Linked DNA regions of Mus musculus: region 1 is linked to region 2. The links are chromatin contacts, called in public HiChIP or PLAC-seq maps. All regions are on one chromosome and are shown on one strand. Each heading gives the region's core, a stretch centred on a gene start, on an enhancer-like site or on the middle of the called end of the contact. The rest is flanking DNA. Distances are from core to core; before and after follow the strand shown.

Region 1 (2,790 bases), core at 110-2,609, 200 kb before region 2:
AAGACACTCTCTAAACAGCTCTGAGAAAGCCAATCCAAACAGCTAGTTAAGCTTATTTAATTAGAGGACTTTACCAAAAACTTAACATGAGGTTTCAAATCTCAGACTTTCATGATTAGCTGTATTTCCTGGAACACAGTAGGTGATCAGCAAAATGAGGCAAATGGGTAAATGAGCAAGAGCATAGATTAGGTGAATCAGAATTAAAACACACCGAGGCACATACTTAATAAATGTCAGCCAGGGGCAAGGGTCTTTTGGCACGCTGTGCTATGTCTCTTGGGCCTAGAATTGTGCCATGGGCAATAACTGATGCACAGGTAAAGGAACCAAAGGCAAACTCGGGCATCAGCAGCTGAGCTGGAGCCTGGAATCCCAGACATGCTCTCTGGGAGATGCCAGGACCCTCATAGTTAACAGGGGGGTTCTTCTGCTAGTGTTGGAAGCCCAACCACATCTGGTCTGGAAATGGCAGAGCCTGGAGAGATCTGGCACTGTCCAGGGGAGTCAGTGGACATGCCAAGTCCTTCCCCTAAACTGAGAGATGTTGGGCAGAGCCTTCTGGGCACTAGCCTCAGAGTGGCCAGGTGGATGGAGCCTCACACCACAGGGCTGCCATGAGTACGCGTGCGGGTTCTCTGTCTTCCAGAGACTGGTGCCCACTCCTTCCTCCTTATTTCCCCCATCACTTGGGTGGACCAGTGAGAACCCAAACAGGCGGGGCTCTTGGTAAAGCTCTCTTAGAGAGCCATGGCAACACAGCCTGTTCCTGAGGTCACACTGGCTCTCTCATCCTCTGCCCAGAGTCTAGAACAGTAAAGTACCACACATTCCAGGAAGAGACCCCAAAGCCTGGCACCAGAGTATTGGTGACATTTTTCCAAATATTACCCTTGGGTAATATTTCAGATCGCCCTGGCACAGCCCCAGAGAGTCCCGGGTCACCACAAGTGCAAGCCCCGCCAGCAGTTTAGGGGAGGACGGTTCCCCTAAACCGGTGCCCGTGTTTGAGATTTTAGAAGCTTCCATGGCAAAGAAGAGAGGAAACGGTGAGCTTTATAAAGAACCATATTTATTTTCATTTACAGCATCAAATATCATAAATAAACCTAAACATCGTTTGCTGTGTGTGTAAAATACAGGGTTCCATATGGCACTGTAAATGAATTCTCTAGGGTCAGAGACATGCCTTGCTGAGAGATGGGGAGGAGACTGTCTAAAGGGGCTGAGGGGGGGCGCGGGAGTGGGATGGGGGGAGGGAGAGGCTCTCTTTGGTTGACATTTTAGAGAGGGGAATGCTGGAAGAGAAGAAAAGAGGAGAGGAGAGGACTTTGTACTGGCTGGGCTCTGTGCCAACACAGCAGGCAAGTGCGGCATGCAGGACTGGGCGGAAGCTGGAGAGCAGGGTGGCCCTAGCTGCACGTGAGGGGGATTCTGGCTGCAGTCTGAAAATGTGGGGCTGGACTCTCATCTGCTCTCTGCCCTCCGTTGTGACTGCTTCTTGCACATGACTGGTGCACTGCTCCAGGTAAATGAGCAGAGACAATATGCCCTTTCCACAGATTGACAGGAGCATCAACAGTGGCTGACCTTCTCCTGTGACCACAACTGCTCCGATTAAAGCTTGTGGAACAGTAAGGGACTTAAGAGCCCAGAGGCACGTGAAAGGCATAGTAAGGCCCTAGGACTAACTATGCTGAACCAGGGCAAGGGCTCGCTATTGTCATTATATTCACAGCACAGAGAGCATGGGTCAAGCTGGCCTTGGAGTCTGGGGAAAAAAAGTATACTTTTAAAACTTCACCAAACTGAGTCACTTATGGTCTCAATTAAAGGCATTAGTAATCTTTGTATTAGAATGGGTTGAAGAAGATATGCCTAGACATGTCTTTTTTTCAGAGGTTACTACGTAGAAATGTTTTGAAAGGTGACAAGAGCCCTCGGTATTGTCTCACAATCATGGTGAACCCTCCCAGGAAGACAAAAGGTTTTGAAAGCGCAACATGCAAAGAAGCCAGCCCATGGTGCAGAGGAGAAGTGGCATGGGGCATGCACTTGTTGTGGACCCAGGCTGCTGGCTGGGCTCCAAAGAAGGGGAGGCAGAACGTGGCTTTCAAGCTGACCCCCGCCCCATGCTCTTTACCATTCATGCCTCTAGCGAGTCCATATTAGTAGGCAAGACACTCACAGTTAGCACAACCAGGACCACCGACGCACGCAGAGGATGGGGCGCAGAAAGCGGGTTAGGGGTTAGTACCTCTCTCTGAAAATTGCCAAGAAAATCAGTCACCTTAGAACAGAAGTGTCAGCCAAGAAGTGGGTGTAGGACTGGAAGGCTGAAACGTACTGGCGGCCGCAAAGTGAGATTGGAGAGAGAAAGACAGAAAGGAGGACTTAGCAAGGGCCTAAAACAAATACCAATCACAATGGAAAATGACACTGGAGGTGAGGAACAGAGCCACCACTGTCCCTCACAAAGGGACTGCCTGCTTAGGAGGGACAGACCTTCCTGGTGGTGGCCAGCTATTCATTTCCAAGAGTGGATGCCCAGGGTCTGCATAGTAACAGAACTCCACTCTTGTCTGTAAATGTTCCCAGGACCTTCTGCCCTCCACAGCCCCCTCTGTCTCCAGTTTACTCTGGGGTCTCATATTCATCCTTGAGGCAAATTCATCTCTAGAGTATCTGCTCCCAGGACCTACCCCTGCTGTTGCCCACCAGGAAGGTTCAAGGACTCAGAATATACAGATGTCTCAGCCCTGTGTCAGACACACCCTGTCTACCAGAGTA
Region 2 (2,700 bases), core at 158-2,657:
ACTAATTAACTAACTAACTAACTAAATAAATAAATAAATAAATAAATGGATAATGCTTGTCACTATCCACGTCACCGTAGTGCTGTACCAGCAGCTATTGCTCTAACCACCCCACCCCACTTCGTTTCTCAGGGATCAGGTGTGTAGGCCTGGAGCCCTGCAGATACAACCAAGCTCCTGGTTCCTCGTGGGTGGCAGGGGAGGGGCTGGTGAAGAGACTCCAGTGAGTCTGTGACCTGTGCTAGCTACCCCAGAGGACAGATGAGGCATGTTCCAGTTTGGCTTTCTGTTGCTGTGATAAAGATCATGATTAAAAGCCACTCAGGGAGGAAAGGGTTCATTGCGTCTTACAGGTTTATACTCCAGCATCAAGGAAGCCAGGCCTGGAGCTCAGGACGTGAGGTAGAGCCAATGGAGGAAGGTCACTGTCTTTTGCTCTTCTGGCTTGCTCAGCCACTTTTCTTACACAGCCTTGGCTCAACTGCCTGTTGGTGGTATCACCCCTAGTGGCTGGGATCGCCTACATCAATTAGCAGTTAAGAAAATGCTGCAACGGACAGACCAAACCAATGGAGGCAGTTTCTCAGCTGAGGTGTTTTTTCCCCACGTGGCTCTAGTTTGTGTCAAGTTGACAAAAAATTAGCCAGCACAGGGAAGAAATGAGAAAAAGATCAGGAGATGCGGAGAGGGGGGAGGGGAGGGGAGGGGAGGGGAGGGGAGGGGAGGGGAGGGGAGAGAGAGATGTCAGGGAAACTGATGAGGAAGAATCAGGATAGATAAAGAAGTGGGAGAAGGGTTTTCGGAAACACTTTTTAAAAAAATTTTTAATTTAATTTAATTTTTTAGTACCCCTTTTCTAGGCACTGAAGAGATAACTGTCAATAGACCAGGTTGCTATCTCAGGTACACAGCCCATTTTCAAGCCCTGACCCCTCTTCATGAATCGTGCGTATTAAGTAGGAATTACATGTACAGCTGTAGCCTGCAGCATACATCAAGCTACGTTACAGACCATACTAGTTTGGCAGTACTGGGACTGTTGGTGTCCATCCTAGCTACTTTGCTATGTCGCCTGTCTAGGGACTTGCTGACATTCTGTTGACCCATTCTCATGGCCAAAAGTGGATTTTCCTGGCTGGGTACTGTCTAGACTACCTTGTAATGGCTGAGGGGCTGGGATTCCATCCCTTAGGACTGCGTCCAAGGCAGAGGCAGGCTTAGAGCTAGCAAGGTGAGACTCAAGAAGGCTGTAAAATGTAGTAGAAGCCTGGGCTATCGCGGAGGTAGGGGGCTGCCAGGAAGAGGATAGATTCCTGCAGACTGGCCCTCCCAGGATTTAGAGGCTGGAGTGAGCTGAGGTCGCAGACGGCCTGGAGAGCGATTGGCTGTGCGACCGCCCCTCCCGCCGGGCGGAGGCGTGGTGGACTGGGGGGGCGCAGGCTGCAGGCTTTCTGGATACAGGCGCTTTTGCATCCTAGCCGCACACAGTGCCTCTCCAGCTGCTCTGTGGCAGCCCAGCTACCGGTCGTGACCAGATCCAGCTTGCAGCTCAGCTTTGTTCATTCGAATTGGGTGAGCGGTGGTCATCGTCGTGGAGATAGCCCAGCTGGGTCTCCCTTAGTTAGAGATGGGGGGCTCCATGCATTTGCATCGCGATGGGAGGAGGATGAACTGGGAGGAGGGCTCTGCTGATCTCTGCTTGGGGCTAGGAGAGGCTTGAGCCTGTGTCAGGGTCCAAGAGATCCCAGTAATAGAATTGATGGGGAAATAGTAAAGGAAGGGACGGGACTCGAACCCGTAGTCCAGATAATGTCTCCTGATTCGGGCAAGTGGTCTGCTATTAAGAGTAGAAGACTTGAGTTCCTTGGTTCCGGAGCTGGGGTTTCCATAAGCGTGTCAAGTGGAGCTCTTCCTGGGTACTAGAACGGGGTTTGGGGGCTTAGAGTGCAGAGGGCACCCAGGCTGGAGAGGAGTAGTGGTCACCACTGTTTCCAGCAGGGATTGAGTCTGGGAGGGGGCTGGGTATCGCTCCATCTGGGGGCGGGCAGAGCAGCGGGGCGGGGCGGGACGGGCAAGAGGGGTGGTCCTGCAGTCTTTGATAGCTTTCCGGGACACACAGGCGGCGGCCAGCGCGGAACAAACATGCAGCGGCTCGGGGGTATTTTGCTGTGTACACTGCTGGCGGCGGCGGTCCCCACTGCTCCTGCTCCTTCCCCGACGGTCACTTGGACTCCGGCGGAGCCGGGCCCAGCTCTCAACTACCCTCAGGAGGAAGCTACGCTCAATGAGATGTTTCGAGAGGTGGAGGAGCTGATGGAAGACACTCAGCACAAACTGCGCAGTGCCGTGGAGGAGGTGGGTGCACCCTGAGGGCGCCTGGCTCTGAAAGTGCGAGAATGAGAAAGGGAGTGGGCCGGGGGCTTGGCGGGGGTGGGGTGGGGGGGATATTTCTAGCGATGGTTGCAGCACTGGCCAAAGACTTGGCTTTGTGCAGAGCTGGAAAAAAGGCCTGACAGCAGACGTGGAGTGCCCTGAGTGCAGCGCTGGGTGATTCTTACTCTCAGCCGGTTCTGTCTGCCTGCCGAAAGTCTGAATGCATCCCTGTCCAGCAAGGGAGGTTTGGTGGAATTCTTCCTAAGGAGCAGGAGCCACTGTGTCGCAGCTGGCTGTCCCCTGTTGGAGCTGAGCTGAGGTTGGGGC

What was found. HiChIP or PLAC-seq counts read pairs in DNA pulled down with a chosen protein or histone mark.
Region 1: a contact with region 2 is called in an H3K4me3 HiChIP or PLAC-seq map of embryonic basal ganglia, with 5 times the contacts expected there. The contact joins the enhancer-like site here to the promoter of Dkk3 in region 2. A contact is called at or near these places in 15 of 39 promoter capture datasets (the C10 cell line, the HPC-7 cell line, HPC-7-derived erythroid cells and 11 more), 12 of 484 Hi-C or Micro-C datasets (CD8 T cells, LSK cells, bone marrow-derived DN2 thymocytes and 9 more), 4 of 115 datasets of contacts at active chromatin or transcription factors (embryonic basal ganglia, embryonic stem cells and pancreatic cancer cells) and 4 of 9 other capture datasets (adipose tissue, embryonic stem cells, liver and 1 more).

The regions. Positions count from the first base shown.
Region 1 is chr7:112,353,455-112,356,244 of GRCm38.p6, reverse strand. Mical2 (microtubule associated monooxygenase, calponin and LIM domain containing 2) reads right to left here. Exons shown (of 26, transcript NM_001193305.1): 26 at 2,270-2,346. The coding sequence ends at 2,306. Among named protein-coding and RNA genes, the nearest start is that of Micalcl, 20 kb to the left of the region's middle. Within about 2 kb of position 1,359, at least 54 of the 459 cell types and tissues checked have an H3K27ac peak or open chromatin away from gene starts, as enhancers often do. A contact at or near this core is called in embryonic basal ganglia and neural progenitor cells, where this site is marked.
Region 2 is chr7:112,157,838-112,160,537 of GRCm38.p6, reverse strand. Dkk3 (dickkopf WNT signaling pathway inhibitor 3) reads left to right here and starts at 1,407. Exons shown (of 8, transcript NM_015814.3): 1 at 1,407-1,572; 2 at 2,120-2,355. The coding sequence starts at 2,143.